2 separate regions of the Pan troglodytes genome follow, and region 2 is linked to region 1. The links are chromatin contacts, called in public Hi-C maps. All regions are on one chromosome and are shown on one strand. Each heading gives the region's core, a stretch centred on a gene start, on an enhancer-like site or on the middle of the called end of the contact. The rest is flanking DNA. Distances are from core to core; before and after follow the strand shown.

What was found. A called contact is a pair of places that touch in the nucleus more often than the background predicts.
Region 2: a Hi-C map of induced pluripotent stem cells shows a contact between it and region 1, with 2.8 times the contacts expected there. The contact joins the enhancer-like site here to the promoter of ADCY8 in region 1. A contact is called at or near these places in 4 of 7 Hi-C or Micro-C datasets (blood, induced pluripotent stem cells and stem cell-derived neural progenitor cells), 1 of 1 datasets of contacts at active chromatin or transcription factors (stem cell-derived excitatory neurons) and 1 of 1 other capture datasets (stem cell-derived neural stem cells).

The regions. Positions count from the first base shown.
Region 1 is chr7:141,292,104-141,298,007 of NHGRI_mPanTro3-v2.0_pri, forward strand. ADCY8 (adenylate cyclase 8) reads right to left here and starts at 3,588. Exons shown (of 17, transcript XM_016959871.4): 1 at 1,281-3,588. The coding sequence starts at 2,240.
Region 2 is chr7:142,065,484-142,071,387 of NHGRI_mPanTro3-v2.0_pri, forward strand. No RefSeq gene overlaps it. Among named protein-coding and RNA genes, the nearest start is that of EFR3A, 99 kb to the right of the region's middle. Within about 2 kb of position 2,653, at least 2 of the 24 cell types and tissues checked have an H3K27ac peak or open chromatin away from gene starts, as enhancers often do. A contact at or near this core is called in induced pluripotent stem cells, where this site is marked.

The DNA of each region.
Region 1 (5,904 bases), core at 2,338-4,837:
CATTGGAGAAGAGACAGGATCCCACATTGACCAGAAGTCCAGGAGGCCAGTGATGGGTGAAGCACTCTAACAGTGCTGGCAATCTAAACATCACGAACAATTTTCAGTGGGGTCGTGCCTGTTTATTCTAAGCACCATCTATTCAAATTCGACCATAAGGAAGAGGAGTTTTAAGCTTCTAATACAGCAAAAATGATACAGAGGCTAACGACAGAGCAGGCCCATACAAAGCAGCCCCCTGACCATGCATCTCACACCAGCCATCTATTTGAAAACACTTCACTTGACATGTTTCCCTCATTTTTGAGAAACCCCCAAAGTCACTCTCCTGTTACCTACCATACATTTTGCAAAGACAGTGCCATGCCATTAATTAGCTATTGGTTCTAGTAAATTTAAACAATAGAAACATTGCCTACCTTCTCATCCATAGACAACGTGAACTTTGTTCACATAAGCATATTCATATGTAAGGGGAAGAATAGAAAAAAAAAGAAGGAGAAAGGAGGGAAAGATACCTAAAGAACAAGATTCCACCTAAATATAATATTTAAAGCATCTACATCAAAATGCCCTTTTCCAATTAATCAAAACTTGCATTCTTTGCCACCCCCAATTACTGAGGTTGGTTTATTCAAAGCACTGGGGTCGCATCGTGTCATGAGAGAAGATATCATGTTCGGTCACCAAGGCAATAAAAAATTCCCGAGAAAACCATGTGTCATAGGATTGTTTGAAGGATTGGATGACATAACACGTACAGTACTCAGCACTGACAATCAGGATGTGTTTAACAAATGTATGTTCCTTTGAGAACTGAGGGTTTGTGGCTTAGAGATACGGAAAAACCCAACTCTGAAGCCCAGAGCCTGCTACAACACCCTGCTGGGACTCTCCTGAGGAGAGATGTTAAGGAATGGGTCACCTTCTAAATCTGGATGCTTCTCCTCCCCTTCTGTCTCCTGCTCCGGAGACTGCAGACCCTGAGGGAGGGGAATGAGGAGCAGAAAGCAGACTTTCTTAGCTGATGTCAGAGTAGAATTACTCACAGAATCAGAGTAGAAGGGTAGAGTTGGTAGAAACTTTTAGAGGTCATTTAGTTCCACTTTAAGAAGAGATTGCATCCCGCTAACACTCAAGACCTCCTAGGTACAAGGCACTGTGCCAGACTGAAGGCGGAGACTTAAAGAGAGTGAGGCAACCCTGGCTCTCTGGAAGCTATATGATTAATAACCCGGGGAAGTTAGAGGGGAAACAAATGCAAGGCAGGCAGGAGTTACCTGGTTGATGGAAATGACCGCCAGCCGGGGTATGACCACTTGGAGGATGACCTGCAGCAGCGAGGTGCCCAGGCCGGCCAGGATGGCCCAGGTGAGCGGCAGCGGCAGCATACTGTAGGTGGCGAAGAGCGTGAAGAGCACGTAGCCTATGCCGTCGCCCAGGAGCCCGTAGCCGAGGCCTGCTGCCAGGATCTGGGTGGTCATGGCCACCCAGGTGACCACGCCGCTGTACTGCAGGTACGTGTGGGAGGTGGTGTCCTTCCTGACCACCACCAGGGCGCAGATCACTACCTCAATGCCGGTGAAGAAGCCCAGCAGGATGCCCTTGAGCGGGTCCATGGGGGCCGAGGCCAGGCTCAAGTGTAGGACCAAGAGAGTGAGTTTGGTCAGCACGTCCAGCACGTTCATCACCACTTCCGATTTGCGCCTTTGGCCCAAGAAATAGCGCTGGTAGAGGCGTTCCAAATCCCGAGATTTGAAGGAGTTGCGCAGGGTGGGGAAAATGACCCCTCGGTAGCTATAGCCCCCATTAAGAAAGAAATCCGAGTTGCTAGGGGCACAGTCAAGGTGCAGGAAGCCCAGGTCGCCCCCGCCTCCGCTGCCGCTGGCACTGCCGCTCCCGCTGCGTTCCGGGAAGACTTTGGTGCCGCAGGTGCTGTGCGCTCGCTCTCCTGGGCCCAGCGAGTAGAGGGGCAGCGCCGAGTCGCCTGACAGCTGCGGCGCGTGGTGGTTGGGGCCGCCGCCCGCAGGGTCCGAGGCTTTGCCCGAGCCTCCACTCCCGCTGCCGCTGCCTCCCCGGTGCCCGTGAATGAAGCGCTGCTCCGTGATGTGTCGCACCGCCGTCTGCCACAGCAGCCGCTGCGGCCGGGAGGCGCTCCTGCCGTCGCCGGCCGGGGGCGTCGGGTGGATGGTGTAGAGTTCCTCGCTGCCTGTAAGGCAGCGCACATCGGAGAGCTCCATGGCTCTGGGCCGCAGGGAAGGAGGCGCAGAACCTTGGGGAGGCAGCCGGAGGAGGGGTTCCTAAAGACTCAAAGGCGGCCTGGTAGGAGCTTGGCAGCGATCCTTTTTATCCTAGGCTGCCCCGTTGCAGGAGCCCTGCGCTAGGGCTCCCTGTAGGTCGGGTCATACTGTGCCCAGGGGCAAAGGGCACTTGGAAGATCGCGGCGGACCTCGGCGTCCTTGCGTGCTGCTCTCCCGCCAGCCGGCCCAGCTTGGGTACGCAGCGGCAGTGGCTATTTGTCCTCAGGAGCCGCAGCGCTCTGAGCCACGCAGCCCCTTCCTGGGCTCAGGCTCCTTGGTTGATTCTAGGCTCAGCGTTTTGGCGCAGCCTTTGCTCTCCAAGAGACGCCTAAGCGCCTGGGCGCCGTGCTTCTGCTGCGCGTCGGGCGGGTCCTGGCTGCTGCACTGGGCTTTGGACGCCCACTGCTCCGCGGCTGCAGGGGGCCTGGCCGGCGGTGACCGGCGGCAGCGATGGGTGCGAAGTTAGCAGATGTGGCTGGAATCATCGCCCTTCGGAGAACTCCATTGCGCCGGGATGGGGAGCAGGGGCGGAGCTGGGGGCGGGGGCAAAGAAGGAGGAGGAGGGGGTCACGGTGAGGTGGCGGGGCGCCCCGCGACAGGGTTGGAGAGGTGGTAGCCTCGGCGCTAACAATTCACCAAATAGTTAATTTGGAGGAAGGGGTATGCTGAGGCTCCCTCCTAGGCTCTTTCCTAGTTCGGGAGCAAGGACTGACAGCGCAGCGCTGGCTCTGGCCAGAAGCATCCCTCCCGGAGGGGGTGTGGGGACTCTCGCCCCAGGGTCCCAGCCTGAGCTATAAGACGAGGTCAACGCTTTCAGCTGTGCTTTCGAAGGGTCGCAGCACACAGTTCTCATCCCCTTTATTTCGTTCTTTGGAGTCCATTTGACTCGGAGCTAGGAGGATCAGGAGAGGCGGGGGAAGGAAAAAGTGGTGAGGGCTCCAAAGCCAAGAGCTCCGAGAACGAAGAGAAGCCGCCGGTGCGGATATCTGAGGCTGAGAACCGAAGCTTGGCGGATGAGGCGAAGGTTTGGAGGAGAAGGGAGGCCCGAGGCCGCGTGGAAGTCGACAGAGACGCCTCTGGATCCAGGGAAGCGCCGCCGCGTGCCACCCTGGAGCTCTGAAACGCACCGCGGGCGCCAGGCGACTGGGAGAAATTTGGAGACCTGTCAGAGTGGTCAGACACCCGCGGTGACTTAAACCCGCCCCCGCGCCAAGCCACGCCCCCGGAACCGGGCCGGGGGTGGCGGAGGGACCTGCCACCCAGATCTGGCCAGGACGCCCCAGGTCTTGTAGGCAGAGGCACGCGCGGGCCGGCGTGGGAGAGGACCACTGAGGGCTAGGGCCGGCGGGCGCCCCCGGCCTTCCCTGGGCGCACTGCGATCCAGCGTTCCAGCTGGCCGCGCCAGCCGGTTCCTCCGCTGTTCTTTTTTAGGCATTGGCTCTTGTCCTCTGCAGGTGCGGAGCCAGGACTCGTAGGCCGCTTTGCGCACGGACTCGGAGAGCCCAGCGCGACGGAATACAGGGTTTCCTTTTCGCCCTTCCTACCCGTGCGTCTTTTGGCAAAGCCAACTTTCGGGCTAAACGCAAAATCCCCCAAGAGGCCGCAATCATAGAGACAGTCAGTTTCCTACAGGAGCCTCTTTACTACCTCGATCCGAAGGGGGTGGAGGGTACGGGACATCAAAATGGGGACGTCCCCTGCCTGCCTCGCACACTAAGTTTCTCCGCTTACAATAGGGTCGAGGAGGCGGACGTGGAGAAAGGCATGTCCAGGGGCCCCGCCTCGCCCTAGCCCAGGTTTCCCGCCCGCCCAGACTCAGCCGAGCGCTAGCGGACAAAGCCTGCGGCGGAGCTTGCGGCGGACCAAGTCGCTGAGCGGTGGGAGCTTAGTGCCGGTGCTAATGACAGATGAGCCGCGTCCCGGGGTGCAGGGTCTGCAGGGCAAACGCGGCCGCCGCAGTCCCGCAGCCGGATGCAGGTGGAGGAGCGGTGGTGGTCACCACCTCCTCCACCAAGACTGCGGCTGCAGCCAGTGGAGCCCGGGCCCAGAGCACAGTCAGCTGATGGCCAATGACGTCAGGCCCTGGGCGCGTTCGCGGCTCCCCGTGGCGTCCCATGAAAGCCCAAATGACCGCCTTGCCTTGCCGCCCCCTCAGTCCCTCCTGAGCAAGAAGAGAAGCTCCCTTCCCTCCTGCCTGTCCTAAGGAAAAATAAATTTCGATACCCCCACCCCCAACCACATACACTGTCTCCAGGGTTATTTCTGTCGGCCGTGTCCCAGAAACGCGGGGTTTAATTCTTTGCTTTTTAATTCCTGTTTTTCTCCCCACGCATTTCGGCTTCGGGTTAAACCCAGAACGGGCCACCTGCCTTGCACACAGAATTCCAGAAGGAAGAGAAAAGAATCCTCTAATATTCCCCCCAATCCCTAACCAGTAGATTTCTAGAATTTCGTTCACTCCCTGGAAAAGACTCCTTTAATTTCAATCCTTTTAAGTTGTATTCTACCATCCCCCAAGAAAGCCAAAATGAAACGCTCAACTTTAAATAGATAGACGGCTGATTCTATTTTTAACTCTGCTTGTAGATGAATTAATCTGTTAACGTTAAAGATCTCCCAGAATAGTTGGCCTATCCCATGGGGCTGGAAGTTAAGGGTAAAAGTACCTCAAACAACTCTGTGTTACAGTTATCTAGCCCTTAATGAAATAACCCCTGCAATTACATTCCTGTCAAAGAAATGCTTCTTGCTTCTTCCTTCCTGAATTTCTTGGACTCATCAGCCTCACCCTACTGGAACTCGGGTGGGTAATGAGTCTCTTAACTTGAGATGGGAACCCAGACGGAGCACAGTTGGGAAGGCTGTCCTATAGACCCTATGCCAGAATGTGTGGGTAGCTGTGTCCTCTCTCTGCGGGCATTGCCTGAAGGCATCTGTGCTAATGACCATATTAGCAAACCTGGCAATGGAAGACATCACTTTATTTTCTCACTTCTTTCTCCTTGGGGCCCTAAGGACTCAGCCTGAATAAATGAGGGGCTGGATGCAGTTGGAACTTTCCTACGAAAATCTTTCTCCAACCTGGACAGCTCCCAGGATGATTTATTCAGCAGCAAAAGGAGGCGGGCCAAGGAGGGGGAGATTGGACCCAATCAGATAAAATGACTCAGGCTGATGAATGAACACAGCATGCTACAGAAAGAAACTCAGAATTTCATGAACTCAGAGGTTGAAGCTAATGCATCAGGGAGAACACATCACATCTGTTCAACTGACTGAACGTTTCATGGCTGGAAGGGTGTTACCGTAGGTTGTTTTAAAATAAGAACATGGATGACACAATTAGATTCCGATGTTCTTCTTGTTGGGATGACATAGTGCCATTCAGCCCAAGAAGCATTCTGTTTTTGAATGAAAGCATTGGTTCAACACAAATATTTAGAAGCTTTTTGGAATATGCAAACCACCAAATGATTAAGAACCACTTAAAACAAGAGAAGTCGGCTGGGGGCGGTGGCTCACGCCTGTAATCCCAGCACTTCGGGAGGCCGAGGCCGGCGGATCACGAGGTCAAGAGAATGAGACCATCCTGGCCAACATGGTG
Region 2 (5,904 bases), core at 1,403-3,902, 770 kb after region 1:
AACATTAGCTACATCCCCAACACACCCTGGCAAAGTGAATGGCACCTGGAGGCACACATTCCAGCATACATGCGGAGGAGACTTTGAAACTCAGAGACATGACTAAGGGCAGATGCATCTGAGCTGTTTGTTTCCCCTTGAGGATAGAAACTCCAGTGTTCCCAGGAGAAGCTGAGAAGAGGTGCAGATTTGGAAAAGGGTGAGAAGGAGACAGGTGAGGGCAAAATTCAGTGAAGAGAAAGTTGAGTAGGCGGTGACAAGGGTAATTACCAATATCTGGAGGCAACAGAAAATTGCTGAAATCTGGGGCCAATGGGGATTCTGGATTCTAAGCTCATCTCTGGTCCTAATTCACTGTGTGTGACCTTGGGGATATGCCTTCATTAGTATAAGATGCAGTGACCATTCCAAGTGAATTAAGGAGATGGAATGAGACTCATGGTAAACTGATAAGCTGTCTGGTCATGACTATAAAATCAGTACAAGGATTTAAAGAAGGTAGAGATAATTTGGGGCAGAGGTTATCACTTCCTGGAGGTGGTGGCATTTGCAGGACTGAAAGGACTTTGCTATGCAGAATAGAGAAAGGATGTTCTACATGAAGATAACTGCATAAGGAAAGCCATGGAGAGTGAAGAAGTGTATGCAGAAAGCAGAGAAGATCTGAACCCTGTAGGAACAAGGGTGTGGGCTGGGAAAGATCCAAGAAAGAAAGGGATAGATGGGGTGGTACCAAATGACAGGCAACATCAAAAAGGGCAGACAGAGACATTTGGATTCAAAGAGAAGCAACACTCTTGTGAGTGCGATGTGCATAAAGGAAATAGCAGAACCATTCTCCATAGTTGTGCAACAGAGGCCTAAATAGAATCCCTACAGAATCCCTGGGTTTCACTGACCACCCACTCTGCACAGCACTATGAGCTAGGCACCTGTTCCAGAACCTGCGCAACTTCTGGGCACCTGCTACTGCTGCACCCATAGGGGAAATGCACCCTTAGTCCCACCCCTTTCCCACTCCTTTCACCTGGCTAATTCTCCTCCCTTCCTTCTTTGCTCTTAGATGTGGCTTATTTTCCTCCAGAAAGCTTTACCTGACTCCCAGGCTGGGTTTACTCACTCAATTATTTAATGTAGTTTCATTGTACCCCTTAGTACGTGTACTTTTATTGTACAAGTACTTAGTACTATGTACTGTAATTGTACATATACTTAGTACTATATACTGTGTTCTTTGCTTTTTGTTTTTGAGACAGGGTCTCACCTGTCCCCCAGGCTGGAGCACAGTGGTGCAATCAGGATTCACTGTAGCCTCAACCTCCTGGGCTCAAGCGATCCTTCCACCTCAGTTTCCCAAGTAGCTGAAACTACAAGAGCATGCCATCATCCCCAGCTATTTTTTGTACTTTTTGCAGAGATGGTATTTTGCCATGTTGCCCAGGCTAGTCTTGGACTCCTGGGCTCAAACAGTCCACCCACCTCAGCTTCCCAAAGTGCTGGGATTACAGGTGTGAGCCACTACATCCGGCCAAGGGCCATATACTGTGTTGAGCACAAAAGAGCTGCCCTTCCTGGGGGCCCCGCAGTGCCACATGATCCCCTATATCATACCACTTATCACACTGTGATAAGTGGCAGATTGAATGGTCTGTCTCTTCCACTGGACTGTGAGCTCCTTGAGATCAGGGATTCTATTTTATTAAACTGTGCCCCTCTAGAACAGAGCTTGGCACATAGCATATGTTCATTAAATGTTAGCTGATGTGATTAATGAATGAAGGGCTGAATAAATAAATGGATAACAGATGAGCATAAAGTCTACCAAAAGACAGACATGCACACTAATACTGGGAATGAGTGGAGCAGCAGAAGTGGGGGTAAAAGCAGAGGCACCATCTCCTCAGTCTCAAGAATCCAGATTTGAACACCTGTGGTGCTGTAGGGAGGGATCATTTTGACATCCTGTGTCTAGTGCTCAGACTGTGGTGTGGAAAAAAGGTCAGAAGTTCTTAGCTGAATATGGAGGAGGAGGGATTATGTTTGTAACTATGAACCTTAAAAATCAAACAACACAATGTAACAGAAAAGCGCAGTACTTTATGGTTGAGGAAGACTGAATTAGTCTCAAGTTTTTATTCTACCATTTATTACTCTTGAAAAATTGCATCATCCCTCCAAGGCTCAATTTCCTCATTTGCAAAAGGAGGACAACGATAGAACCCAACAAAGAAGCTTAGTGGAAAGATGAAATGAAATCGTGTATAAGAGGGCTCGGGCTGGTGCCAGGCTCATAGTAAGTCCTCAGTCGATGGTGGCTTCAGTGGTAATGAGGAAAATCAAGATGGCAGGAGGAGGGACTAGGAAAAGAGGGAGGGAGAGGGGCAGGGTTGGAGGTGGAGGGGGACTGCAGAGTTGTGAGGACTGAATAAGATTTTGTATACCGATGTGCCTTGCACACGCCTGGCACATACAAGCATCTCAACGCCTGCTAGTCATCTTTCCCCTTCTTCCTCCTTCCATAGGTTACGATTCTTCACTTCTGAGACTGAGGTCCCCAGAGCAGAAAAGAAACAAATTTGTCAAAGGGTTTGTCAACCTCAGAAATTCTGAGACAGAGGCAAGGGCGCCACCTACTGCACAGCAGAGGCATTTTCCCAGCTCCTCAAAGGGTCATCTCTAAACAAGCCTTGCCTCCTTTATCAAACTGGCATGACTTACCTGTCTTTATCTGTGGGGCAGCAGAAGGAACAACAGACTCAAGAGCAGGGGTGGAGTCAGTTGAGGATGGGAAGGTGCCAAACAAAACATCACCTTGGGAATATTCTGCCGTTTCCCTCTCTCACTCCCTCTTCTCTGTCCCTAAAACGTAAGTGAAGCTGACAATTGTCGCATAAATTTGGTTATCTCAGCAGAATCCCACTTTTCAGATCAATGCATACAAGGAGAGGGCTAGGGAAAGGACAGAAGCCATACCCAATGGCGTGCCTGAGCTAGGCGTCCAGTTTCATGTCTGTTTACTAACCCACAGTCATGGTAATCCACCAACGCTGTCTGGCCTTGGGGGGATTCCTGGGCTGTTCTCCCAGGAATGCACTGCCTCACTCCCTCACTGTTTTCCCCTATCTTTTCCTGTTGGCAGCCTACTCATCTCTGCAGCTCTCACTGGCTTCCCCTTGATGTTAAGACAGTGCTCAATGTCTTTTGTTTTGTTTTGTTTTTGAGACGGAGTCTAGCTCTGTCGCCCAGGCTGGATTGCAATGGCATGATCTCAGCTCACTGCAACCTCCACCTCCTGGGTTCAAGCGATTCTCCTGCCTCAGCCTCCTGAGTAGCTGGGATTACAGGCGCATGCCACCATACCCGGCTATTTTTTGTATTTTTAGTAGAGACGGGGTTTCACCATGTTGGCCAGACTGGTCTCAAACTCTTGGCCTCAAGTGATCTGCCCACCTCAGCCACCCAAAGTGCTTGGATTACAGGAGTGGGCCATGCACCCAGCCTCAATGTCTTAATATGACCCACAGGGCCCAGGAGAACTTTGCACTTGATGCTGCCCAAGGCCCCCATCCTCACTCATTGGTTGACTCAGTCTCACTAATTTTGGGGGGTTCTTTGTAGATGTCACATCTTCTGAAAAGCCTTCCTTATGGGCCACCCTGCCCCCAGCTGACAGGGTGAGGTGTACTGTCCCTACTCTGCTTCCAGCATCACTCTGTTCTGGAATTATTTATGCATATTTACTTTCCATTAGACTGTGAGTTGTGTATCATGGGGACTCTGTATCATTCATTCTTTGTCATAGAGCACAGAAGCCCTTCAATTAATATTTGTTGAAATAATAGGAAGAGTAATCAATAATTAAATGTTCAGCAAATCAATGAGTGAGTGGAATGCCTGCACTAATCATGTTTCTGCCATTTACTAATGCACATCTTTGGCCAGTGCTATATCTTTCTATCTCTTGCCTTCGTTTCTCACCTGTGAAATTAAAGTACAGTTGATCCTTGAACAACACAGGCTGAATCGCACAAGTCCACTTATACACAGAGATTTTTTTCAATAAAAGTTACAGCAAGCGTGTGCCTGCCTGTCCCGCTTCCCCTTCTGTCTACTCTACCTCCTTTACCTCTGCCACTCCTGAGACAGCAGGATCAACCCCTTCTCTTTCTCCTCCCCCTCAGCCCACTTCATGTGAAGATGATGAGGATGAAGACCTTTATTATGATCCCCTTCCACTTAAGGAATAGGAAACAGATTTTCTCTTCCTTATGATTTTCTTAATAACATTGTCTTTTCTCTAGCTTACTCTATTGTAAGAACGCAATATACAATACATATAACATGTAAAATGTGTGTTAAACAACTTTATGTTAGTGGTGAGGCTTCCAGTCAACCGTAGGCTTGTAGGAGTTAAGTTTGGGGACAGTAAAAAGTTATATACAAATTTTCGACTGTGGAGAGGGTCAGCACTCCTAACTCCTGCGTTGTTCTAGGGTCAATTGTAATGACAGATACTCCAAAGGATATAGCAGTGAAATATATCCTTTATAGAAGTAAAGTTCCTGCCCTTAAGAGCTCACAGTCTAGAGTGATGGGGAGGGACAGAAAATTAACAAGCATTTACAATACAGGATAAATTTGAAAGCACAGAGTAGGAGCTTCCAGACCATTCTAGAATAAGGGATATGACAAATAAATCTATGGAATGACAAACAGTGAATAAATGCAGGGCAAGAAAGCAAAGCAGGGCAAAAGGCATGGGGAGTTTCATGTTGGAGAGGTTGGTTGTGTCATATAAGATGGTCAGAAATAGTCTCTCATAAGGAAATGAGAATGCAATACTGCAATTAGTTGAGGAAAAGGAATCCAAGGCAGAAAGGACAGCAAGTGCAAAGTATGAAGCCAGCCCAGGTGAGGGTGTCTGAGGGAAACCCCAGTATTCTTATGCTTTTTCTCTTGCATTCACTTCCCCAGGGGAGGACCCCAGAAGCTCCTACCAAATGTACCCACTGCATCTGAAAGCAACTTCTGCCTTCAGTATCTGAGGTCTTCCTACATGCCAGCTGAACTAAAAATCAGTTACCTGCAGGTCTTCTTTGCCTATTCTCATTTGACCTAGGAGCCTGGGCAGCAAGTTTCCCGCCTCTTCCCTTCTGGTCTTCGTGATCTTCATCACTGAAAATCCCTTAAGATAATGATCTTCTAAGGACAGTGATCCCAAGGCAATGGGAGCCAATGATGGAGACACATTATCAAATCTCCATTTTATAAAAATAAAACATATCAATTTGTCTGCAGTATGAAACACACATTGGAGAGAGCAAGATAGCTCTCTTCTAACTGGAAAACCAGTTAGAAGGCTGTTGCATCAGTCCAGTGAGCGATCATGGTGACCTAAATCTAAGTAACAGCAGTAAGGATAAAAGGTACTAGGATGGTAGAACTGATGGGGCTTGGCAACTGATTAAATGTGGGCCCACGTGGAAATGGGAGGGCTCCAGGGTGACTTCTGGCTGTTACTTTGGCAACCAGAGTTTGGGAGTGCCACGCACTGAGATAAAAAGAAGCAGAAGCAGGGTAGAGAAAGATGATGTTCTTAACCACATCCCGGACTATCTCAGGATTTGTTAAAGAGCAATCAACAAGGATATCACAGAATCCATATGTATGTAGTTGAAGAGATGAAACTTACAAGTGTAAATAATTAGGGGATATTTTGAAGCAGGACATAATTAGTTGCAAAAATATATGCTTGGGACTACCAACCGGTGCAAAATATGCAGGAAGGCTTGAGGTCGTGGGGCAGTCATAAGGAAAGCACATGAGACCATGATTTGAGTTTTGAAGATTTAAATCAGTAGAGAGAAATAAGTGATGAGGAAATGGTGACCAGGCTTATTACCT